Regions from separate parts of the Mus musculus genome. Here regions 2 and 3 are each linked to region 1. Evidence: chromatin contacts called from public promoter capture Hi-C data. All regions are on one chromosome and are shown on one strand. The core of a region is the stretch at or near the end of the contact, and the rest is flanking DNA. Distances in the headings are between cores, read along the strand shown. Region 1 has its middle 16 kb from the start of Gm30827. Region 2 has its middle 62 kb from the start of Gm31244. Region 3 overlaps Gm31244 (a long non-coding RNA gene).

Region 1 (3,587 bases), core at 195-2,694:
AGAAATACCATTGTATCAAGAGGATCAGAATATAAATTGTTTGCTTTGTGTATATGGATGGCAAAGAATGGGGTTAAACGGTATGCTTTGATGGCTAAGCCATGCCTTTTTCATTATTTATTAGACTGCCCTGGCCCATCTTTTTGTCACTACTGAGCTAAAATTTCATTGTGCATATCAGAAAAGGACACAGGCTCTATATGCTTTTGTTCTGACAAAATAATATTGGTTGGATTTGATGATCTGTCTCAGGTTAAGCAACCATCTTAGCAGCTTCCACCATCCTTCACAGCCAAGGATTAACGTTCTCTTTTATCGCCATTTCTTTTTTTCTATCGGATAATTTAAAAATATATATCAAGGTTATTTAATATATTCTAGAATAGAATTAAAAATTGGTCATTGACTTAGGGGTGCTTCTCCGGCATGCTTCTCAACCCTGCACATCTGATTTTATGAAGTGCTAGATCCACCCCTTTAAAATGGCTTCGAGGGGGTCCAGGTTTTATCTTAGCCCATCCCCAGCTTTATGTGGGCTTCTTTTAAAGAAACTAATTGCAGTGCTGAAATTCAGAAATTGATGTGAGGTACCGTGTCTGCCTTTTAATGTTTGTAAGATGTTCCTCACAGATTGGGGCAAGGAAGGCATCAACGGCAGAACCAACTGGGACCCGTTTTCGTCCCCCGTTTTCATGCCCTGCCCTGATTAATGCCTTGCTCTGCAGAGGGAGACATTACATCCGGGCTAAGAGAGACCTAAATTTTACCCTCAGGCAGAAATCTGGTTTAAACATCTCTATTTAAAGTGACATTTGTCCTCCTCCTTTCAACTGGTTTCCCTAGAAATTCCAGGAAGTTGACTTCATGACCTAAAAACAGCCCGGTGGCTTTGGAGCAGCCCTTGTGACTATTACTGCAACTGGGTGAAGCTCCGTGGCAGAATGAATCAAGGTGGCCATAAAACAGGTGCCCAGCTATCTGTACTACTTTATTGTGCTCAGAATTTAAGATCGAGGGTTCCATATAACTCTAGTGTTGGTGATAAACGAGAGAGAGAGAGAGAGAGAGAGAGAGAGAGAGAGAGAGAGAGAGAGAGAGAGAGGGAGAGAGAGAGAGAGAGAGAGAGAGAAATCCTAAAGTGTTCCTGGGGCTGCTAACTGGCTCCTTTGTGATGGAGGGAGTTTCTTCAGATTCCTAAAATCATGCATAGCATTTCACAACACTGATCCAAAATATTAACTGATCAAAGAGTCTAAGAAAGCAACCTCTACAAGGAACGATAACACCCAAATGTACAGCTTCTCGCATGCTATCTGACAATTTCCGTGAAAATAAAAACAGGAAGAGAAAAGGGAAGAGATACATTAAAAAAAAAATTAACCCAGTAAGCAAACATGTGCATATTACAACAGAAGCCAACGCCCTCACACTGCTGGTGTGGCTTTTGATATTATTAAGCAATTTCAACACTGCTGGCAAGTTTCTACTAACCAAGGTAATCTAATTTCTGTTGCTTTTCAACCTAAATTGATTTTTTTTTTCCTTTTAGTTGTTCTGGTAATTGAACAAATTTATACAAGTGTGATGGGATTTTACTTACCACCACAATGCATAAAACCCTCTATGAAGACAAACACTATGACTTCATAGTGCTGTATTTTTGTTGTAATTAAACAAATTGTATCGGAATTTGCTTTGTGCTCCTCAGACATTTCCAAAGCATGTCCCATAACTGCACTCTATGGGAAGGTATTATGAGTTCAGTTCCTTAAACTGATTTTCCCCAGGGAGTATTTGCTTGTCAAATAAAAAAGGAAGGGGGGGGGAACACAAATAATAAGCTTTCAAAACTTATTGAATTAAAATTTGTTTTAGAAATATGCAGATTACTGCATTTAATGTATCAACCAATGACCTAATATATATGTGTGTGTGTGTGTGTGTGTGTGTGTGTGTGTGTGTGTGTGTGTGTGTGTTTAAAAGTATTTTTAGCTGATTGGACCTTTCTATTCTTATGGTCCGTGACCTGCCTAAAAATAACGACTTACATCAAAATTACATTAAGGAATTTCTCTAGTATATAACACATGCTTAAGAAAACCTACACATCAGATCCGGGTGACTAACTGAAGTCTAATAGGGCCCACTCACTCCTTGTTGGTGACCACTCAGGTCAGTATACTATGTGTTATGATTCACAGTACCTAATTACAGTAATTAGCCATCTATCTTTATATTAAACAAACCATTTCCTTAAGCTGTTCTTAAAGAATTTTTAAAAAAAAAAGCCAGTTCTTCACCCAATCTTTGAGAGCATCTCAGGCAACCGAAGATTTTACAGAATAGTCTCAGTCTACTTTTCTGATAAGATCACTCTAATTAGCGTAATCTGATGATTAAATGCCTTTTCAACCTTTAATCAGGAATTATTTGCAGAGATGAGTATTTGGGTATGCCTGAAGAACTAGTGTTATGTAACAGAAAGCCTAACCAACCTATGATTTTCATCTAGCTTCCAAGTAGAAATGTTTTAATCTTTGCTTAAAATAGTTCCAAAACAGTTGAGCCTGAGTGAACTGACTCGGAACTGACCAAGATACCTACAAGAATCTAAGTCCTTTTTCCGCTCAGCTACAAACATTGCTATTCTTAGTACGTCATCAAAACCTTCAATTTAGATAAGCATGCTTGTAAAACAGTCTTCGTCCACAACACACCTCATTTCTAGCACATATTACCTACAAAACTGTGGCGTTGTTTTACAAGAATCTACCCGATCAAATGCAGGCAGGTGTCAAATGACCCTTCAAGACTCAGAAGCAGATACAAAGAATCAAGATCACAAAGTGTAAGCTTCCTGCAGGGAAATTACTAAAAGTTGCACTTTGCAGGATGCTCGGTTCTTCTCTGTCCAAAACTGTTTGGCTCTTAACCGAAATCCACCTAGCCTGGGTTATAATTATCAGCACTTAGGTAAGTGATAAAGGTTTCGTTAAAATCAAACCAGAGTCTTGCTTCACAGGTGGGGTGCAGGTGAATGAAGATCACAGACAACAATAAATTTGTAGTGCTGCCTCTTGTCCATAACACATCTGGTAATGAACCATTGTTTAAGTAATTTTTCACAAAAGTTAGGTCAAATAAATATTTTCAGAGAAAGCAGAGCAGTAACGTTTTATTCCTGGGGTTTGCAGGTTGACAGTTCCTCTGACCTTCACCACATCTCTGTCCCTTTTCTCAGTTTGCCATGTTACTTAAGGACAGTAAATTACGACCTTAAATTTGTTCAGAAAGCACACAGAGTGAGTGCCAGGACTGATCAAAGTCCTAACCCGAAGTAAGTCTTGGTTTTGAAGCACTCTACTGCCCTGCATGTTCTGAGAAACACCCAGCAGCCCCGTGCTTCTGCTGAGGTGAGAACTACAGCACTGAAAACTCCCCAGTGCCCATCTGAAAGTAGGACTCTGGGCACTGCATGGGAGAGCTATGTATTCATATTCGCTTTCATGGCATTCGGAAGTTCTGCTGGGTGCTTTGATGTCACTCCACTAATAAAGCTGGGCGAAAAGCCTGGAAAACAAAAGTTA
Region 2 (3,357 bases), core at 239-2,738, 860 kb after region 1:
CTCTGTATCATGGAATTCACAGGAAACAACAGACTCTCACATTCCAGCCAGTTATGGTAAGCTTGTTTACATCATCATAAATTTCCAAATTCTAATTAGTTTCACATTTTTAAAACAAGAGTCACAATCATATATAGAATGAAATATGATTTAATATACTACCAGCCATCATAAAGAAGAGGGAAAAGTAATAAAAAATCTTAAAAAATCTGATAATTTCAGAGACTGTATGATTTAATTTAGTAATTTATATGAAGGGGAAAGCCAGGGCAGGAAAGCTAGGAGATAAAGGGTTGGAGAGAAGAGATAAAGGGGAGAGGAGACAGAAGACTGGGCAATAAGAGAGAGAGAGAGAGAGAGAGAGAGAGAGAGAGAGAGAGAGAAAGTGTGTGTGTGTGTGTGTGTGTGTGTGTGTGTGTGTGTTCCATTTCCCAGATCAACACCTCTCAACAGGATGCCTGGAACAGCACAGTTATTGGAAAAAGGCCAAGGCAAGAAGGACCTTGAGAAAAACCAGCCCCTAAAATTCTGACTTGCAGGATTATGAAACTCCAAAAATACACAAGGCTGTGAGGACCACCACCTACATTTGCAATGCTTTACAAGTTAAAAATGTCACAGCACATAAAAATAGGTGGCTTTTGTTCCTCCACCCTTCTGGACTGGTGGTCTGAGGTTTAGCTTGTAGAGCCAGAGGACCACTGGAGTTTGAATTGCCTGAATATGTGGAAGGAAGGAAAGAAGGAAGCAACAAGCTAGATATCAACCAATACTGTTTATTTTTTGTCCCTTTTTTTTTTTTTTTTTTTTTTTTAAGTAGGAAAATAGGAGAGCTCGTTGCTTTCAGGAAGGGCTGTAATCATGCTCTCAGTTCCCAAGTGTTCCGATGGTTATAATTCCTCAAGGGGCTTGATACTCTGCTTTTCATATTGATCAACCAACACACAAAAACAAAATAAAACAAAACAAACAAACAAACAACAAACAACTTTTTTTAGGCCATCTAGAAAAAGCAAAAGACAGAACAACCCCGCACAGCATCTGCAGTCTACACTGATTGCTGAGGTTGTCCGGAAAGCCTGGGGGCGGCTTGAAAGTGTTGGCACTCCTTTAGCCCAGTAGCTCCTGCCGAAAAGCTCCAGCTTTGATCAAATTCACACAAACAAAACGGGCTCTCTTCCAACCTGCTCTCATTCTCTGCGCAGCCCGGTTCGTTTTCTCTAGATCTGCTTCACAGTCAGTCCCGGGGCATTAGCAAACTCCAAAGGTGTCCCAGGCATATGGCAAACCCCAGGCTCTCCGTGCAGGGGCTGGCTTTCAGTGATTCTATTTCGCATGGAAACCCAGCTGGTGATTCCCCGAGCCCAGCAGCTCTCAACTTTTCTCCAAATGACCCAGGAGTGGATTTTCCTGTTTGAGGATTACCCTCTCCGACAAAGGCTCAGCTTCTGTTGTCCTGACCCTCTGGTCACCTCAGCATCCTGGGGCTGTCTTTGGAAAGAGCCCATGCCCTTGCCCTGGCGCTGCAGCCTGGCTGAGGCCAGGTGGTTCTGCAGGAGCAGGTGAAAACGACCCATTAGTGGAAACAGAAACACATTTTTAAACTAGGCTCATATGTTCCAGTCACCACTGAAGGTTTTTATTTCCTCTTTGAATTGTTTTCTTTTTAACTTGTGGTTTTCCTCTTAACCCCGACGTTGGTTCATGTAATCAAAAAATTATCCATAACGGAGAGTTGAAGGGGTCTTCTAAAAAAAATTACATTCTATCTGGGGGAAATGCTAAGAGACCCTTTGAAGTCTTGAAAACATCTGGGGTAGCCTAAATGTTTCCACACAGTGTAATTGAATAACGACTTATCCTTCTCTGTCCACTTCCTTCTTTTTTTTCTCACTTTGTCTAGGGAAGGGCACTTCTCCCTGCCAGGAACATTATCTGCCCCTTCTTTTGTTAAATTCTTTCAGGAAACTACCAAAAAGGATGCCTGGAACCTGACTAAGTTCTTGCTCACAAGCATCACACGGTGCCACCTATTTTAAAAACACAGATATTACAGCCATTGTCATTAATTATTAAGTGTGTAGAAATTACGAAAACCTTTATGCCACCTCTTTGGTCAGGGTTAAGCTGCCTGGTATTGTGCCCAGCTTTCCTCCTGTGTGTTTTGGGGCAGCAGAATTGGTGGCCCACAGCTGTGGCATTTGATAAATATTTACTGATATGAAGCTGATAAGAGGGCTGGAGAGCTGGATTAGTGGATAAGGTGAGGGCAGGTAAACATCTAGGAGCCAAACTTGATCACCAAAAGTCATATAAGAAACAGGCATTCACAGAGAATTAAAGTGCTAGGATGGGTGGACAGGAGGGCCCTCAAGTGCTCAGAGGAGAAGGGGGAAGGATTTTGGGAGGGAGTGATGGGGGGGGGGGGGAGTAAGCAGATCTAAAGAGAATAAAGCAGTGTTCAGGATGGCCCGACTGCAGTTAGGTGATCTGAATGGGAGCAATGACATTTACATCGTCACCTCTCTTCTAGGTATTGGAAGTGAGACACATGGCTGTAGTCCAACCTAGAACTGAGCAAAGGCTTCATCTCTTTGCTGAACTATTTCATCAGTTTGTTGAAAATTTGAGATTCATTTTCAGGCTTTCCAGGAAAAATGGTAAAAAGAGGTGTGTGTATAGCTTTTCAGAAAGTTTTAAACTTTAGATCTCTGTTTAAAAACTGCACATGTGAATGAAATTTGCATATAATTTCATGGGTTTTATAAAGTGCCTTAAGCCAATTTCTGGATCTTTGGCTTAATAACCCCTGTGGTAAGGCATTATGAGGCCCCTGACATAGCATTCCTTCACAGGACAGAACTGGCTTGGGACTCCCAGGTCAGATGAAAGCCAGCTTTGCTTGGCTATAGAGAGAAAACCACACTTTCTCATCTGCGGCACTGTTGATATTTTAAGGCATATAATTCTTTGTAGTCGCCTCTGCCTTGTGCATTGTGGGAAGCTTCCCGCAAGCATCTGTCCTCTCTCTTCACCAAGACCATCGGTTACTGCCTCCCTGGCCCCTCCTAGGCGTTAGGAATGCAAAACCCTCCAGAACAGTACAAAATCCACCCCCTTTAAAACAGGCCAAGATGAGCTCAGCTGGATTGAGATGGTGTTTAAATATCTGTCATTGAAAATCATAATTTGAGGTTTGTAGCTACAGGAAAGTTTATATTTATTGAGCTCTGGAGTCTTTAGGGCTGGTCAGTAAAAGGCACAGATTTTTGGCAGCTATTAGGCTGACCAACTTTGACTTCGTCTCCAGCACTAAGCTAGAGAAAGGTGAGGGGGATGGGTGGGTGCGGCTATGCT
Region 3 (3,664 bases), core at 965-3,464, 950 kb after region 1:
ACCTAAGTTAATAATACTTAGGAACAAATAGTGTTGATCAGATATTCTTGTAATGTGCACGCCATTTCTAGAGGTGTATTGATAATATTAAATATCAAAATGTAACTTATAATAAAAGTATACAGATTCAAGATTGTCACTGTAAATCTGTTTGTAATTTTAGCATGAGAAAACTTCTAATTTTTTGATTCCTCTGAATATTACCAAGTTTTCATTAAACCACTCTACTCAGTTTTTGTTATTGTTCTGATAGTAGATTTTGCAATTAAATGTTTAATTTTTAGGTGTATTCCATTTATTATGAAATAATGTATGAAGTTCACTAAATGTCAGTCAGATGTTGATTCCTAAGAATATAGGTATTACCCTGAAAAATACAATTTCTGTCTTGTTCATTTAAATCATACTAGATTTATTTATCAGGATGCATGATTCTCATATCTGTCTATATGAATCATCTCTGTGCCATTAATCTATTATGTGTGTGGGGGTATGTTGGTATGTATGTCTATTGGTTATATATTTATCATCTGTCTATCCATTCATCTCTTTTGGTCATTTATAACCTGTCAATCATCAACCAATTTATTATCTATCTATCTATCTATCTATCTATCTATCTATCTATCTATCTATCTAACTATCATCCATCTATCCATCTCTCTATCATCTATTTGACTGTGCTGGTTAGTCTTGATTGTCATCTTTCTAGGATTTAGAATCACCTAGACAGTACTTCTCTGGGTGTTTCTGGAATGAAGTTTTCAGAAAATATTAGGTAGGACTGTTGTTTCACCCTGAATGTGGGCAGAATCATGTTGTGGACTTGAGTTCTAAAAGGAATACCAAGAGAAGAGAAAGCTATATGCTTCCTGCCTGCAGACACAGTGACTAGCTACATAGTGTCATAACCAGAGCCTCATGCACACCCAACCTGCCCTGCTATGATGGAGCAGACTTTCAAATGAATATAAGTGAAAGCTCATGTCAGGTGTCTTCTGTTGGCATTTTTGTCACCAGATGTGACTGTGAAGGAAGGACTGTGCCCTCTTTCTAGACATATAATACTATGTATGTATTGTGATACTTATATAGATATACAATACTTATATAATACACCGCATACTTACATGCAACTGCATATTCACCTAGCTGAGTCTCTTGTCTTATAAGACAGACATTAAATCATCCTCTAAGACATTCAGAAATGGTATCAAAAGCTCAGGGTTTTTCTTTTTTCTTTTCTTTTCTTTTTTTTTTTTTTTTTTTTTTTTTTTTTTTTTTTTTTTTTTTTCAGAGTCAAGCCTTTTTTCTCTGTGACACTTGTGTCTCCTTTTTGGGTTAAGTTAAAAATCCCCTGTGGATTGTCCTTTTTTTCCCATAGCAATTTATATAAATTCACCATTTATTATTTGGGAAACTCATGAAGAACAGTGAATAAAATTGTCAAGCTTCTTTTATTCTACCACAGTCTGCTAGCTTGAAAAGGGCTTCCTTGATCATAAAATGATCCAGCAAAGGTGAGGCATAGGTGGATCCCTATTTTACAGCACAGAGTGAGTTTCCAAAATGATGAGCTCTTTGTGGATAACCCCACGCAACCTATACTTTCCTCTTTATTTTGCAAATTATTGAATTCTTTCCCAAATTGTCACCCAAATGAGGAATTTTGAAACCTCCCCAAACTTTGATGAAAGTTTTGGGAATTTGAAAAACCTAGTGTCCCTATAGATCTCTTGTTTTGTATGAACACATATGTGCTTTAATAAGCACTCAGGTGGTACTCCCAGATTCTAAAAATGTCACTGGATGCCTGTTTCAGAGTTTATGAGTCGGAATTTGAGATAACCGAAAATAGATTTAGGTTGAGTAAGACAGATTATCTTTAAAAGTCAACATTAGGTTACAAAATAATTGGCTAATGGAAATTGTGAAACCAGTCAGAAACTCAAAATAAGCAAAATTCTAATGGATTTACCACAAGTAACGTAACGTGTTTTGCATCATTTTTTCTTTGAATAAGTGAAGTTTTTAAAAGTGCTTTTAGGCTCATAAATTTAATTAGAGATTTCATGTGTTCTCCACAAGTCCTGTTTCCTTTCATCCCACATACAGCCCATCTGCATGCGAGACACATTTTGCAAAATGAAACACTCAATTATAGAACTATTTGCTGGGTGCCAATTTAGTCAATGTTTTACACTGGTGAAGCCATCTTTACTTAACACCTCATAAAAAGAAAATCCAGCCTCTTAGAAAAAAACCAGGTTTATTGTACACAAGGGTCTATGCTCATGAAGGTCTCTTACTATATGAAGCAAGTTCCAAACTCTACAGATCTGTAGGGTGCTGTACTTCTTCTTAAGAATGCATGTTATGTACACCTTGAAAATATACATGTGAATAACAATACAATATGTTCCATATTTGTAGTAAATGCTTAGTAAAAACTTCAGCACAATGTAACTATGAGAAAGACTTTGTCATACAATAAATCTGCTATTGGGTATTCTCTCTCTCTCTCTCTCTCTCTCTCTGTCTGTCTCTCTGTCTCTCTCTCTGTCTCACTGTCTGTCTGTCTAAATAATATCTCTAAAACAGACACACACAAGGATGCAGCAACATAGACAACCTCCATGATAAAAGCCTTCCATAATCATAATTTTCAAGCCTCTCTTTGGCACCCTAATAGGATATTCCACACGCATCATCATTCTCTCTCAGCATGATGTAAACACTTTCCTTTTGATGGACTCCAGCCATTTTTGAGCATTCCCTAGGGGCCCACACTGGGATGATCTTCCACATTGTCCTCTAAACATCCAGCCATGTAGCTGGGTGTGCTCCAGTTTGGAAGCTTAACAAAGATATCACTTACAAGCTGCAGTTGCTGCACTGTCATTGTACCTTCCCAAACACCTGCCTATTGATGCCTGGCTCTAGATTGTGGGAGAAGAAAATCGATTATTTCTTTGTGGATCCTGAAGCCATTTCATCTGCACATTATTGATGGAGCACAGAAGAATCAAGTCATGATGACCTCCGAATAAACAATATAGGGGCAGGGCTGGGAGTAAAAGGCAATCAAAGCCTGTGAAATGATTTGTATGCTAGTAGATGTCTGTTCGCAAGACTTGTATTTTGAAAAATCTCAGAGAGTTGTCTAGGTAATGCCATCTTTCTGGTTGTTTCTCTTACAGCTCAGACAAGATTCTGATTGTCACAGCTGAATTCATTTAGTACATGCCTAGACTCACGCTGGCTCTCGGCTCAGAGAACAGATGCACATCCATTATTAATCGTTGACTATTGCAGTCATCATCTCATCATTGGGGTAGAAGGTAAACGCCCATCAGGAAAACAAGCAAACATTGTGATTACTGCAGAACACAGGCAGATAGTTAACGTGTCTCTATCGCGAGAGACTGTAGCCCCTGATCTTTTCAGCAGTGTTTACGGAGGGAGCTCCGTCATGTAAATATGTTTACTACAACCAAGTGAGGTAAACCAGAAGAATCAGAAAGTTGAGCCTTTGATGGAGGTGTCAAAATAGTTATTTGCCATTCTTGAGCCCAGAAGATTATGTGCATATATAGGGGGAAGGGAGGGGAGAAAAAAATACTGACATGTAACTTCAGTCTAAAAATCTCAGGATTAATTTTTA

The links. Promoter capture Hi-C pulls out the DNA fragments that hold promoters and counts their contacts.
Region 2: a promoter capture Hi-C map of liver shows a contact between it and region 1, with 2.3 times the contacts expected there. The contact joins two enhancer-like sites. A contact is called at or near these places in 5 of 39 promoter capture datasets (cranial neural crest, frontonasal cranial neural crest, liver and 2 more) and 1 of 115 datasets of contacts at active chromatin or transcription factors (embryonic limb bud).
Region 3: a promoter capture Hi-C map of liver shows a contact between it and region 1, with 2.9 times the contacts expected there. The contact joins two enhancer-like sites. A contact is called at or near these places in 3 of 39 promoter capture datasets (liver and maxillary cranial neural crest).

The regions. Positions count from the first base shown.
Region 1 is chr3:148,981,142-148,984,728 of GRCm38.p6, forward strand. It overlaps a transcript of Adgrl2 not described here. Among named protein-coding and RNA genes, the nearest start is that of Gm30827, 16 kb to the right of the region's middle. Within about 2 kb of position 1,445, at least 15 of the 459 cell types and tissues checked have an H3K27ac peak or open chromatin away from gene starts, as enhancers often do. A contact at or near this core is called in liver, where this site is marked.
Region 2 is chr3:149,844,058-149,847,414 of GRCm38.p6, forward strand. No RefSeq gene overlaps it. Among named protein-coding and RNA genes, the nearest start is that of Gm31244, 62 kb to the right of the region's middle. Within about 2 kb of position 1,489, at least 36 of the 459 cell types and tissues checked have an H3K27ac peak or open chromatin away from gene starts, as enhancers often do. A contact at or near this core is called in liver, where this site is marked.
Region 3 is chr3:149,933,132-149,936,795 of GRCm38.p6, forward strand. It overlaps Gm31244 (a long non-coding RNA gene), which reads left to right. Exons shown (of 6, transcript XR_376250.2): 4 at 3,201-3,341. Among named protein-coding and RNA genes, the nearest start is that of Gm31244, 27 kb to the left of the region's middle. Within about 2 kb of position 2,215, at least 4 of the 459 cell types and tissues checked have an H3K27ac peak or open chromatin away from gene starts, as enhancers often do. A contact at or near this core is called in liver, where this site is marked.